Regions from separate parts of the Hordeum vulgare genome. Here region 2 is linked to region 1. A link is a contact called in public Hi-C data. All regions are on one chromosome and are shown on one strand. Each heading gives the region's core, a stretch centred on a gene start, on an enhancer-like site or on the middle of the called end of the contact. The rest is flanking DNA. Distances are from core to core; before and after follow the strand shown.

The links. Hi-C and Micro-C count contacts between places; a contact is called where the count stands out from the background.
Region 2: a Hi-C map of leaf shows a contact between it and region 1, with 6 times the contacts expected there. The contact joins two enhancer-like sites. A contact is called at or near these places in 3 of 6 Hi-C or Micro-C datasets (leaf and seedling).

Annotation. Positions count from the first base shown.
Region 1 is chr3H:43,008,558-43,016,218 of MorexV3_pseudomolecules_assembly, reverse strand. No RefSeq gene overlaps it. Among protein-coding and RNA genes, the nearest start is that of LOC123442890, 78 kb to the left of the region's middle. Within about 2 kb of position 3,403, at least 3 of the 3 cell types and tissues checked have open chromatin away from gene starts, as enhancers often do. A contact at or near this core is called in leaf, where this site is marked.
Region 2 is chr3H:43,181,800-43,189,460 of MorexV3_pseudomolecules_assembly, reverse strand. No RefSeq gene overlaps it. Among protein-coding and RNA genes, the nearest start is that of LOC123442890, 96 kb to the right of the region's middle. Within about 2 kb of position 2,955, at least 2 of the 3 cell types and tissues checked have open chromatin away from gene starts, as enhancers often do. A contact at or near this core is called in leaf, where this site is marked.

The DNA.
Region 1 (7,661 bases), core at 2,154-4,653:
GAGAAACTTGACTTTGCTTACGGCGACAACTAGGAGTAATTATAGTACGTTGTATACAACAAGAATGAGCATAAAACAAACAAAGGGGATCAGTCATAACCCACAAACAAGTGGGCGATCACAAGCCAAACACAAGCAAGGTCTGCCGTCTGCCCCCAGTCCCAGCCGCAAGCACGCACCTGATCATAATATTCCCTCCACACCCACACGATCGACTCCGGAGCCGAAAGCGATCGATAAAGCAGCCGAAGGGGGAACAGAACACACGCACAGGAGCCAGATCCAACACGTCGCCTCTGTCCCCAATGAAGGAAAAGAAAGAGGCAAGCGAGAGCGCAGATGCTGCCGCTGCCGCTGCCGCTGCTTCCATTCCACTTGCATCCGGGAAAGGCATCGCTCCAAACGACCGACCGGATCAAAGTCGGGTCAAAGTCTACGCGAACGAACTACGGGCGATCCCTCCCGGCTATGTGTCCGCATCGGCGCGTACGTGGCGCCATCTGGGCTTCTCTTTCGAGCTGCGGTGACTTGGATTCTTGACGATTCCTTCACCGCCTGGCCCTGCAACAGCAACAGCAACAGCTGCGACCGGATATCATTCATATGATCCTTGCCTTGTCCGGTACTGGCACAGCGGAAGTACGAGCTCCGATTTATCTTGCATTTTTTGTACGCCCGTGTATGCGCGCCCACGTGGGCGGCAGTGGCAAAATCACCGGTGAGCCTGACGGGCCGGTGAAAAGCACCCACAGCCACAGGTCATATTTAGCACAATCTTTCTCCGATCCTATCGCGCCGGCTCTGTGGCTGCGGTGAAACTAAGGGCCTGTTTGGTTCATGACTAACTTTACCACAACTAACCTTAGGCAATGTGTGGCTGCCACAAAAAGTGTGGCTAACAAAATGAACACCACAAGTGTGGCAAGATTTGGCAAAAAATTAAGTGTATGACATGTGGACCATATAACTAGAAAAGTGTGGCAAGCCACAAGTGTGGCAATGAACCAAACACATGCCTAAGGTATTGTGGCATGACTAAGGTTAGGCATGGCAACCTTAGGCTGGGAACCAAACAACCCCTAAAAAACCCCACACGCGAGAGACTGCCGGCACCATCGGACGGCCAGGATCGGTCCGATGCCCATCGGCGAGCGATAGAGATGCCCTTGCTCGGCTTTGCTCACACGTCCACGCACTGGCTCGTTTATTTACCGGTTGGCTTGACGCCCGCTCCCTTTGCTTTGATCCCACGAATCAGGCGCCTTCAACTCAACGACCAAGCCGCGTTCGGCCTAAAGTCCGACGTGGATTGGATTGCGCTAACAATTTGGTACTACTCGCATGTGACATCTTCAGGCAAAGCACGCACGCACGCCGTTGCCATCGCCTGAGCGACACACACATATATATATACTCTCACGCGTGTGATGACATGTACATCCCTGTCTCCACGTAGTACAAAGTTCAACCCAAGTATATATGGTACTGGCCGACTAGTATATACTAAACAGATATATAGTGACGTCGATGGGGAAGAAGTATCTGTACTACTCAAATTGCCTTTTTTAGTGGTGCCATACACTTTTCACCTTTCTTTGTTGAGAAAATACTTTCTTACTTTCGTTTTTACTAACATTCTCCCTCAACTCATCAAGACTCGGCCGAAACTCTGCAATGGTCTTCGGCTCATAAACTCCAATAAAAAGCGCGAGAACCATATTGCAGGCATTCAAGACACAATCAGGTGGAAACTAGAGCCTTCAGAAGTATACTCAGCTAGTTCGGCATACAAGGCTCAGTTTCAAGGACACCTGCGATCTGAGTACAAGAAGTTAATCTGGTCAACCTGGGCGCCTGCGCGGCTCAAGATCTTCATCTGGTTGCTTCTGAAGAACAGGCTGTGGTGCAACGACCGTCTCCAACGCAGAGGATGGCCAAATGGCTATTTCTGCCAACTGTGTCACCGGAACCTAGAATCAGCGAAACACCTGTTCTGGCAATGCCCGTTGTCCATACAAGTTTGGACACATGTGGCATCACGCCCCGGATGTGAATCACTACACCCAGAAAATGGGGAGACAGAGAAAACTCTTCAGACATTTTAGGTGTGATGATCAACTCAGCTTTACCGAAGTACAAAAAAGCAGTCAAGACAATGATTGTTTTGATACTGTCGGAGATATGGAAGGAGAGAAACGCCTGCACATTCAGAGATAAGACTGCAGAGTTTCAAAGTTTGAAGTATGCTATCAACAGCATCGTTGAACTTTGGTGTCAAGCCGGAGCCAGAGTTTTGGAGCACCCGTTTTGGGATCCACCGTGAGATATCACCCTTTGTAACAACCCTCACGTGTCGAGGGTTTTTCGGATTTGTTTTCCCGTTTCTTTTTCTCCTTGATCATTCGGATCACCATCCCCCCAAATTGTTTTCTCCGCACTGCTACCTCCTTTGAATCAATATATGTCAGCCGGAGGTTGGATCTTTCAAAAAATATTGCAGGCGCCCGTTTGCCCTCCTGGGACTTGCAGCGCCCCGCGTTGGGCCGGCCCATCAAACAGCTCTGATGCTCCATCGATTTTTGACAAATAAAATACATCGATTTTTAATAAAGTTCTTTAAATTGAAAAAATATTGCCAGATTTTTAAAATAAAAAAATTATGAAAAATGTTTATCACATTTCACAAAGGTTCAATAGTTTTAATAAAGAGTTCAGTGATTTTGAAAAACATTCATCAAATTTGAAAAAAAGTTAATTGATTTTTAAAAAAGTTCATCAAATTTTAAAAAGTTCATCAATTTTTTCCAAATGTTCATCGAATTTGAAAAAAGTTCATCAAATTTTAAGAAAGTTCATAGAACTAAAAAAGTGTTCATAAAATTTAAAGAAAGTTCATAGAACTAAAAAAGTGTTCATCAAATTTGAAAAAAATCATTGAATGAACAAAAAACATTGAATTTGAGAAAAAAGTTTATAAAAATTTAAAAAACGTTCATTCGGTTTGAAAAAAGTTTACCAATTTTGACAAAAGTTTGGTGATTTTTGTTAACGATTTGAAGAAAAAGCTCACGAATTATAAAAAAATCATCAGGCCAGGAAGAAAAAAAAGAAAAAACAGAAGCAAAAAAACGAAAAACAGAAGCAAAAAACGAACACCAAAGAAGGATATAAGAAAAGAGTAAAGGAAAATTATTCATCAGGTCTGGTGAAGTGACGTGGTGGTTACCACCTGTTAACCCGAGATGGAGATTTAGAGTTCGATTACGCACAGCGCTAGACCTTTTTTTTTCTTCAAAACAGAAAAAAAAAAAAGCTGACATGGGCCAGCCCAGTGCGGGGCGGTGCAAGCGCCCATTAGCAGAATTACATTGTAAGATTTGGCCAGAATAACTCCCGTTTGGGTGCTCCTATACGGCGCTGCAGGCGTCCGTTCCTGCTCCTGGCGCTTGCAGCGCCTCAAGATGGGCCGGTCCAATAAGGGTTGACTTCAACTAAAAAGAAGAAAACAAAATAAATGAACATAAATAAAAATCCATATTTAAAAAAAATCAAGTATTTTGAAATTTCCATCCAATTTTTATACAGTCAATTAAATTCAAAAAAGATACTGATTTACAAAAATGTTCATCGAATTCGAAAAAAGTTGATCATTTCAAAAAAATCATCAAATATAAAAAAAATTCAACAATTTTGAAAAAGAGCTCATGAAATTTTATAAAAGTTTATCATTTTTGAAAAAAGTCCACAGGTTTTCAAAAACAATTCACCGATTTTGAAAAAAGTTCATCGAATTTGATAAAAGTTCATCATTTCTTTTAAAAGTTCGTCGAGTTTGGAAAAAGTTCAAATTTTTTGAAAAAAAAGTTCGTCAAGTTGTTTTGAAAAAATCATTGAATTTTTCTAAAAAAAGTTTATCAAAGTTGAAGAAATTCATGAAATTTTGAGAAAAGTTCATCATAATTTATCAAAAAATAGTTCATCGTAATTAAAAAAATTCACCAAATTTGAAAAAAAGTTCGTGCAATTAAAAGGAAAGACGAATAAAAAGAAAGATGAAAAAATAAAAATGTGAAATGTGAAAAAACAGGAAAATTTGTTAGAAAAAGTGAAAAAATAAAAAAGCAAAAAAGTTCACAAGATACAAAAAAGTTCACCAATTTGTTAGAAAAGTTCACGAATTTTTAAGAAGTTTTATCTAATTCGAAAAAAGTTCATCAATTTGGAAACAAGTCAAAAAATTTGCCACATTTTCAACGGATTTCAAAATAGGTCATCGAATCTGAAAAAAGTTCATCGATCTTAAAAATAGGTCATCGAATCTGGAAAAAGTTCATCGCTTTATAAAAAGTCCAGTGGATTTTTAAAATAGTTCATTATTTCTTCTAAAAGGTTTATCGAATTTTCAAATAAAAATTATTTGTATTTGAAAAAGGTTCACTAAATTTTGAAAAAGTTCATCAAGTTTGAAAAAAGTTCACCATTTCGAAAAAAGTTCACAAACTTAAAGAAAATAGGTCATCAAATCTGGAAAAAGTTCATCATTTTTAAAAAAAAAAGTTCATTGGATTTGAAAAGGTTCATAAAATTTTGAAAATATAACTCAATTAGGAAATATTTCATCTATTTTAAAAAAAGTGAGGATGGATGAAAAAAAAGACTGAGGAAGAAGGAAAACTGAAAAGAAAAGAAAAAAAAATTGAAATCAGAAAAAAAGAAAAACGGAAAATAAAAAACAGAAGGAACGAAAGAAATGATGATAAGTAAGACAATTGGAATCCTTGCTGTAACCAATTTTTTACACTTTGAAGCATGCAATAGGTAAACGGACAGGCAAAAGAAATGGGCCGAGCCCAGCTAACGTGCGTGCATGTGCCGGTTAGCTGAAAATCAAAGAAATTTGACGCCTGCAGCTCTATATAGGAAATGCACTCCCGTCTCGCCCGAAACTATCCGTCTGACGTATAGTACTGAGCTGGCCCATTTTTACGTTTGTTCACGCTCACCCGCTCACCCATCGGTATGTTAACGGCTGCGTTTTTCTTCTTTTTCTTTTTATGTTTGTTTTTGTTTCTTCCCAGTTTTTTTGTTTTTTATATTTTATTGTTTTCTATCAATGTTTTATTTCTTTCTCGGTTTTCACTGTTTTTGAATTATTTTCCTTATTTATTTATACTTTTCGTTTTTTGTTTTGTTTCTTTCTCGCTTTTTTGTTTTTCTTGGCATTTTGTTTGTTTTTCATTGTTTTCGTTCTTTTGCATTTGTTTGATTTGCTTGTCCTTTTTTATTATCTTTTTTGATAGTTTTCATTGGGTTCTCTTTTGGAATACATGAAAGATTTTTCATATACACGGGAAACATTTTTATGAGTAAGGTAAATATTTTCTAAATACGGGACTAACATATTTTCAAATATATGATTTTATGTGTATTTTCTTTTTCATGCACATTATACATTTTTTGTCTACATACAAAACATTTTCTATATCCCCTTAACAATTTCAAATACATGATTAACCTTTTCTCTGAGCATATATTTTGATATAATTCTTTTATAAATGTTGTACGTTTTTTTACACATCAGGAACAACTTCATATCCAGGCTTAGCACTTTCGAAATGCATGATAAAAAGTTTGAAATATTAGTTTTTGATGACTACTTGTTTTCATACACCTTGTACATTTTTTTCATAAACAAGGATTTTTTATACGTGTTCACCATATTTTAAATACTCACTCTATAATGTAATATCAGACCTTTTTCGGTGTAGTGGGCTACAAAAAGACATCCTACATTTTGTTAGGGAGAGAGTACATCATTTTATTAAAATATATGTTTTTGATGTCTGTTTATTATATACATTGTACATTTTACGCACACTCCTGGAACATTTTTTGTACACATTAAACTTTTTTCAGTATAAATGATAAAAAGTTTCAATTATATGTGTGTGAACATATTTTGTAATATTTTTTTGATAGGAGTTAAACATTTTGCAATGTCAAAAACATTTTCAAAATGTTATTAACATTTTCTTAATTGATAGTAACAATTTTGTACACTCCATTACCATTTTTCTTCTAATTTATGGTTTTCATGGAAATTACAGCAAGCCTGCGTTTTACAGTATTTGTTAATTTGTTTCTTATAAAATATAAACTAACGAAGAGAAGGAAAAAAAATGAATGAGCGGATTTGAAAGTAACAACCGATACGCCGCTTAGTCAACCCACTATGGGTGTGTTTGGTTCCCTGTGTATCCATCATGCATTGTAGAGCTTGGGTGGGCCTGGCTTGGTTGAGGTGATGCAAAATAGAGATGAGATGTGTGTTTGGTGTAGTGCATGATACGAGCCGGATTCAGCCTAGATTTTGTTTGGTATGTTGCATCTCGGGTTGTATGAGAGATGCAACATACAACACATGTTGTTTGGTATGTTCTATGATGCCAAACAAGATGATGTATGTAAAATAACTACAAGATAGTTTTGGTGATATGCACTTCAAGCTAGATATATTTGCCAATTAAAGTACCGAAACAATATGATTGGGTAAAAATGTAATCACGTCTTCAAAATAGCAGAGATGATTACAGTAAGAAAACAATTTTTTTTACAACATCTTATTTGCTTGTATAGTATAGAAGCGGCTTATGGTCATAATATCTACATAAATGCATCAGGATCATAAAGAGTGCACAATTTATCCACTACATCTTAAAAGTTCACATATTATAGGGTCACAGATCCATACTAATCTAGTACATCTCAAAGATCACATAATAGATAGAGCCAGAAATCCATTACAGTCCAACAAAAGAACATAACATAAGATACATGTTACATTCCCAGTCCAAAGTGTGCTCCGGCGGTACAAAATCGTCCTCTCCCTACGGAAGTATCCAATTATGAAGAATGCAACAAGCTAGTATGATTTTGATTTGTGACGGATAAGGGTGGTGAGGCTTGTTGTCCACAATTCTCCACCAGTTCTTGAAAGCTGCAAATGCCCTTTCAATAGTGATCCTCAAAGAGGAGTGGTGGAGGTTGAATAACTCCTTCTCATTTTGAGGGACACGTGCACCAAACTCGGTAAGATGGTAGCAAATAGCCCTGTATGGTGGAAGAAACCCTGGCCGCACATCATAGCTCACATTCACAAGGTAGAACTTTCCTAACAAATAAAAGGTCATGTGTTGTTTTATTACCATATGTTAGCGAACGACCGGAAGCCACTAAAGTGGTTCACTAGTACCTGCAGGGACAACAAATCCATCATTCCTTTCCAATGCACCGGCCAAAATGAGTGCATCACGGGCTCATCCTTTCCAACGAGCTAATACATAGGTAAACTTCAGGTTAAAGTCAACTGCAGACATCACATTTTGGATAGTGTCGCCTTTCCTACCTTTAAATGACGAAGCAATAGCAACCGGTACCTTGGCAAGCACATGGGTGCCATCAATTGCACCAACAGAGTCCTAGGAAAAGAGGTGAGGTATATTTTGTAATATTTAGTTATCCAACATGTCCATAAAATTCTAAATGGTAACATATTACCTTAAAGTACTGGTAGAAGCGCCTACTATCTAGGATTTTTGGATGAACTTCATTGGATGGGTTTGTATCATCTCATCACGCAACTTTCCTATTGCATATAGAAC
Region 2 (7,661 bases), core at 1,706-4,205, 170 kb before region 1:
CAAGTGATCCCATGATATGGTAAGTATTGTCCATTACACTTTGTGTACTAACTCATGGTCTACATGAGAGTTCTATGTGGGATTAGGTATGTGTCCATGGGCTTGCGTCAAGAGGAAGATCTCATACAACCCATGGAGGATGACATCAAGTGGTGATCGTCATCAATTTTGTCGTGTGCAATTTCATGTGACGCATTACAAAGAGATCATGCTTGAAGCTTGACGTCTATTTGGTCACAATGGAACTGTGAAGATATGCCAAAGATTGGCTCATCTGTAGTGGAGTATGGGAGAGCAATCTACTAGTCTTCATCAAGCTAACGCAATCAAGAAAGGTGGTCTATCTTGGGGAGGACACGATCATCATCGTCTAACTCAAGTGGACAATGCACAAGGCAAATGTTTGTCCTTGATAAGTTTTCTATTTTACCGGTCTCGGGATGTTAGTTGCGAGACCAGGTTATAGGATCGATAGCCGTACTACAAGGGGGGATCTCATGTGAGTAGCTTGATTGTAACACTCATTGATAGCTCAAACCATTACATTCTTGGCATCATCATCTTTCTTGGTTCGTGGTTGACTTTTCTCTATGTGGGTTCTCTAGCTTATGGTAATCTTCTTCACATGCTCGAGTTCATCGAAAACGAAGTCCATATGCATTTTTATGACGTTTCCGGTGTTGGCGTGTTTATCCGTCGCTTTTGCTTGGGGCTTGCTTGAAGCACCTAAGTGATAGTACCGCGCAGACCATCGGTACTATCGCACTTTAGTACTACTGGAGTACCGCTTATATTTTGCTCTTTGTTTAGCGCATTCCTTCGAGCGGTAGTAGAATGACAGTAATAGGCGGTAGTACCACTCTCTCTGGTAGTACTGCCCTGCTTTTCTCTACTGCCGCGGTTTCACCCGCACTTGCAACACCTAGCGGTAATACCACTCGTGGGAGCGGTAGTACCGCTTCGGTGGCGCTACTCCCTTCTGGAGCCTCTCAGTTTCACGCTATGGATTGAAACTTTCGTGCTAGCGTAAGTACACTAGCGTGAGCGGGACTAAGACTTATGCACGGGTTGAGTGCGTAATGTTTGATTTGGGGGAACCTATTTAAGGGGGTCTTCTTCCCCAATGGTTTTCCATCCTTTGAGCTCATGTTTGCTCCCCATTGTTGACCTTTTTTGAGCTTGCTATCTCTCAACCTCTTAAATGATTCTCGCTAGTTTTTGAAGGGAAAAGGAGAGGAGATCTAGATATATGTTTCCATAATCACTTTCTCCTTTATGTGGGGGGAACCCCTTGGATCTAGATCTTGGATTTCTTTGTGAGCTCCTTGTTCTTTCTCTCATATTCATCCATACCTTTTGTTGTTGTGGTGGGATTTGAGTGTGAGGGACTTGACCACCTCGTATATTCTTACCATTACATTAGTTGCATCGATTTGAGTTCTCCATGGTAATACATGGAAGTGAAGTTTAACAATCTTATTACTCTTGGCTGTTTGGACACCCTAGAGCTTGTGCCAATTGGGTGCTTTGGGGCCCTAAACGGTTGATGATGCCTTAGAGCTCAATCATTATGGTGTAAATCTCCGGGCAAACGTCACGGTCTCCACTTAGATTGTGGAGATTGCCCCGAGCAATTTGCACCTCGAAGCCACAATGCATTGTGGCGAATCTTTGTGGTGGTGTTGAGAGTCTCCAATTAAGTTGTGGAGATTGCCTCAATCTTGTTTATAAAGGTTCGGTTGCCGCCTTTTAAGAGCACCACTAGTGAAATCGTAACATCTTGCACTGTGTGAGGGCGTGAGGAGATTACGGTGACCCCAATGGCTTTTTAGGGTGCATTGTGCCTCCACGCCGCTCCAAACGAAGATCAGCATCTGTAAGACTATGAACTTCGGGATACACCATCGTCTCCGCGTGCCTCGGTTATCTCTTATCTGAGCTCTTTACTATGCACTTTACTTTGTGATAGCCATTGTTTCTTGATATATATTTTGCTATCACTTAGTTGTTTATTTTGCTTAGCTTAAGTTGTTGATGTTCATAGATGAGCTTAATTATTTTAGGTTTTGTGCTTGAGTAATTAAACGTTAGTTTTATTTTGTAATTGTTTAAGTCTTAACCATAATTATTTTAAAGCATATATTCATATCTCTCCTCCTCCTAGTCGACATCCATGTTCTTTCACTAATACATCTATGGATTTTTTAAAGAACCAAAGGAAAAAATCTGGAATTTTATTTCAGCAAGATAGGCGTACGGCTGGAAACATCCCTTCGACTTATTAGTGGCTTCGTCACTGATGCTAGAACGTCATTTCTCTGTCAACCTTTTTTTACGGAACGTCTCTTGAATTCATGAATGGATTTGGCGCTACATTTTTTTTGTTTGAGGGAAATTTGGCGCTTCAGTTTGAACGAACATTTCTGGGACATCCTATGTGGCGCCTCAAGCGCCACCAGGGAACGGGCGCCTGCATCGGCCCTCTTCTTGGGCCGGCCCATATTAAATTCCTTGGTTATTAAAAAAGTATAAAAAGTTTACAGAATTTTTAAAAAGTTCAGATTTTCCAAAAAAAATCTATAATTATGAAAAACAAGTTCACCGATTTTTGGAAATATGTTCACGATTTTTCAAAAAGTTCACAGAATTCAAAAAAAATGTCATCGATTTTGAAAAAAAGTTCATCAATTTTTAAAAATAGTTCACTGATAGCGAGAAATGTTCATGATTTTTCAAAAAAGTTCATCGATTACAAAAAAAGGTTCATCGATTCTAAAAAAAAAGTACAACTATTTTCAAAAAAGTTCACCGATTTCAAAAAAGGGTTCACGCGCTAAAATAGTTCACGGCTATAAAAGTTCATAATGAATATCTAGACAGGCCGACTCATTACAGAGCGTTGCAGGGGCCGGTTAGTACATTTTGCCTTTAACCGGCGTCTGGGGCGTTAAATAGGGTTTGTCAACATTTCCTGTTCGGCACCTTCAGCATTCTCACATAAACGGACGCTGAAGGTGCTCTTACCTGGGCCGGCCAAACAAATTGCATGCTGCCAACTTTAAACTCGCAACCTCACAATTGAATGGACTGCGAACTACCACTCGGATATAGGTTGTGAAATACTTGCTTTTTTATTTCATTTTATTTCTTTCTGCAATACATGTTTTTTTCCTGTAATTTTTTATCTGGTTTTCCTTTACCATTTCCCTTTTTATTTTTCCTTAAAATGCATGGATTATTTAGTATTTATGAAATTTTTCTTCAAACTAGATGAACATTTTCTCCAAAATCTATGAACTTTTATTCATATTCGTCAACCTTTTTCTAGTTCATGAACAATTTTTTTCAAATTCATGAAAAGTTTTTTCTATAATACATGAACTTTTATTCAAATTTCTGAATTTCAAAATCAATGGAGTTTTTTCAATTTTATGAACTTTTCTAAAATATTGATGAGAATTTTCCATAATTTATTATTTTTATTCCTAATTCAATGAACATTTTTCTAGTTGGATGATAATTATTTGAATTTGATGAATTTTTTTAATGATGTTGTACTTCTATCAAATTCAATTAATTAAATAAATCAATGAACCTTTCTGAAAAATCCATGAACTTTTTGGCAAGTTCTTGATTTATGTCAAAATTCGTGAACTTTATGAATTCACGTGTTGTTTTTGTTTTTGCTGAATTATTTCATTTTTTGTTTTTTCGCTATCGCTAATTTATAAAGTATTCATGTAATATTACTCTATGTTTACAATACATATATATGATTTTGATGCATTTTGTATGATTTAATTAGAACTAACTTGGAATGACGTTGTTTTTAGCAGAATTATCATGGTGCTATTTTTTGTGCACAAAATGATAGTTTTTGAAATCGTTCGGAACTTTTTAATTATTTTTTGTAGAACATATAAGAAATATTGGAGCGAAGAACCACCACAGGTGAGCCACCTATGGGCCATGTTGTGTGGTGGTCCCCATATGGATCCGTTGGCGTAATTCCAACAGTGAGAAATCCTATATATATACCAAAATCCTCAAAAGATTAGGAGAGAACTTCCGTTCCGCCGTTGTGACTCTCCGTATCGAATAAAACCTATCTAGAGCCTTTCGAGTACCTTGTCGGAGGGGCAAATCATCTCCGGTGGCCATCGTCATTATCCGAGCGGAGGACATGATGAGGAGGGAGTATTTCACCCTTGGGGCTATCTAGTTCCTTGTCAAACTTTCCGATGAACCTGTAAGTTGTCGTTATGATCACCTAGTTACAGATGACGTTTGAGCAACCCCAAAGCTCATCGTACGGTAAGAAGTGATCTAATGGTCGAAGGAACATAAAACACACATTAATACTCTGTGTTATAAGTTATAGCAATTGATTTCACACAATATTATCCACAAAGTATAATGTACAAGTTTGGGTTGATTCAATATTATCATTCTTCTAACTTCATACTCTTAATGTTGTTTTAGGATCATTGTTACACTTAACGATATCGTAATATCCGGAAAACATGTTCACCCATAAAACTTGACTCGGTCTTAGAGGCAAGACTAGGATCCTTGTTTTCTCGTTTATCATTCCACACGTGCATACGAGTTTTACACTGAATCATGTATTCCAGGATCATATCAGTTATAGCATAGAATATAAACTATTAATTATTAATATGGAAATAATAATACAACATTATTGCCCGTGGGGCACATTTCCAACAGTCTTCCCCTTGCACGAGAGTCAATAATCTAGTTAGCACATTTTACTTTTACACTAATGGCATTACGATGTTAGTTTGTGCTTTGCTTGTCGTATAGACTTCATCCTATTGAATCTAGCAACTTCAGATCCGTATGTATTATTTGCATTTCAATGCATCTACCATGCTTTCACAAGATTCATAATTTATTGAAACAAGCCGTGTATATATTGAATCACTTGTAAAATCTTTGATTTCGTAGACTTAATTATGGAACCGCTATTAAGAACAATGTTCCATGGCACAATCATACGGAAGTCATACCAAGTTGACATGTATCATAGGTGTTATTCTAGTACGAACTCTAAGGTTGTTTGTGACACTAATAGGAATGGCCCAAAAGATTGACCGAAAGAATAACTTTGAGGTGGTTCGCTGCCTACAACAACATTTTATTATGTTCTCCGCTAATAGGAACTTTGGAGTCATTCTCTATTGCATGTTGAGCGATGACCATATGATTCTACTATGTTAGCATTGTTGAGAGATTACGCTAGTGAAAGTATGAACCCTAGGCCTTATTTCCAAGCATTTATATAACATTTTGTTCGTTGTTTACTACATGTTACCTTGTTGTTTTAATTTATTCATATTATAAAAATATATTTCTACTATCCATACTACACTTGTATCAACATCTGTCCGTCGAACTAGTGCACTTATACAATTTGCAATTGTATTGGGTGTGTTGGGGACACAAGACATTTCTTTTATTTGATTGCAGGGTTGCTCTAGAGAGACCATCTTCATCCTACACCTCCCACTTATTTACAAATGTTAGGTTATCCACTTGAGGGAAATTTGATGTTGCCCTCCAAAACTCTGCATTTGGAGGCCCAACAACATCTACACGAATAAAGTTAAAGTTGCATAGTAGACACCAAGCTCTTTTCTAGCGCTCTTGCTTGGGAGGTGAGTGCTTAAAAGTATATCTTTAGATCTTGCAATTTAATCTTTTATTTTATTGTTTTTCACTAGTTTGGTTTTACAAAAGAAAATTACAAAAAATGGAATTTTGGTTGCCTTTTTAATGTCTTTCGTCAAAATGATGGTTCGTAAAATTGTGCTGAATTGTTAGAGGAAGAATTTATAAAAATGCTTAATGTGAATTCCTTGAATGATGACCATGATAGCAATATTGTTAGTATGAATTCTTTGAATATCCATGATGCTAATGATATGCAAAGCCACAAGCTTGGGGATGCTATGTTTGATGAAGATGATATTTTTAGCCCCCCAAGTTTTGATGAGCAAATTTATTATGATGATAGTATGCCTCCAATTTATGATGATTATATTGATGAAAGGAGGTTTGGAAGAGTGTCAACTCTAGTTACTAATGATCCCACTATTTTGGAGGGTGTTGAATCTTTTCATAATGATAAAAGTGGATTTGGAGAGGTCATGCCTTTAGTTAGTGTTAGTCCACTATTTTGGAAGAGGCTTCAGTTGACTATGACAACAAAGTTGCTATCTATGATGATTATGGTGATGACATGTATGTTATAGAGATTAATAATAACCATGAAACTTATCATCATGATTTTAATTTTCAATTGGATTATGCCACTCAAGTATCACATGTGATTTATTTTGTTGAGTTTGCTCCCACTATTATGAATGAGAAGTTTCCTCATGTAGAGAGTAATAAATTTTCTATTCTTGTCCATCATGAAAGGAATGCTTTATGTGATAGTTGTATTTTTGAATTACTTCATTATGCCACTGAAAATTATTATGAGAGAGGAACATATGCTTCTAGGTATTACAATAATATCAAGGTTCCTCTTTATGTGTTGAACATCTTGAAGATATGCTTGTTTTGCCTTCCTATGCTAGTTGATTCTTGCTCCCATAATTTTTTTGCTTGACAAATACCTATGTATAGGATGTGGGTTAGACTTAAATGTGATTTTCATGTTATTCATGATGCTCTTTTTGCATGTTTCAAATACTATTGTTATGTGAGCCTCATTGAAACCATCATGCCAAGCCAAAAGCCATTAAAGAAAAGCGCTTGTTGGAAGACAACCCAATACTTCTACCTACTGTTTTCATGTGTGCACATGATTAATATACTGTAGTAATCATGTTTTGTGTCTTTTATTTCAATAAAAATTTCCAAGAATTGCCTTTAGAATGCTTGAATTGCATGTGTGATGCGTGATGTACAAAAATAGAAACTTTTGTTGTAGTGTTTGAATTATCAGAACTTATTGGAACATGGAAAGTTTATGAAATGTTTACACAGTACTTAGATACAAGTTATTTATCACTTCCTCAATTATTAGAATTTTTGGAGGTACGGAAGTATGTTGTTTAAATAGATTTCTACAAACTCTTCTGTTTGGAAAGATTGTTGTCGTAGTTTTGTTATCTACCTATCCTAGAGTTTTCATGGATTATATTGGTAGATATAAATTGTGTAAATGATATTATGCAGTACCTAATGTTTGAAAATTATTATGCAACTTGTGGAAGTAAATTAATTGTTAATTTATTCTGATGTATACTAACCTATCTCACAAGTTCTTTTCAAGTTTTGTGTGGATGAAGTTTTTGAGACTTAGGTGAAACCGGGATATGAGAGGATTGAATGAGGTACAAAAGATAAAGCTTGGGGACTCTCAAGGCATACCCAAGTAAATATTACAAGAAGTCTGAAGCACCTAAGCTTGGGGATCCTACGCATCCCACCTCTCTTCGTCAACAACTATCGGTTAGCCTATGTTGATCCTAAGTTTTTATTTGTCCACAAGATATGTGCTACTCTTGGAGTTAATTTTTGTTTATTTTGATGTTTGAAATAAATATCAGACAATTTTTTATTGAGAGAGAGTCCTCACATAGCTACTTAATTGTTTGACCACTCATTGTTCTTCACTTATACCTTTT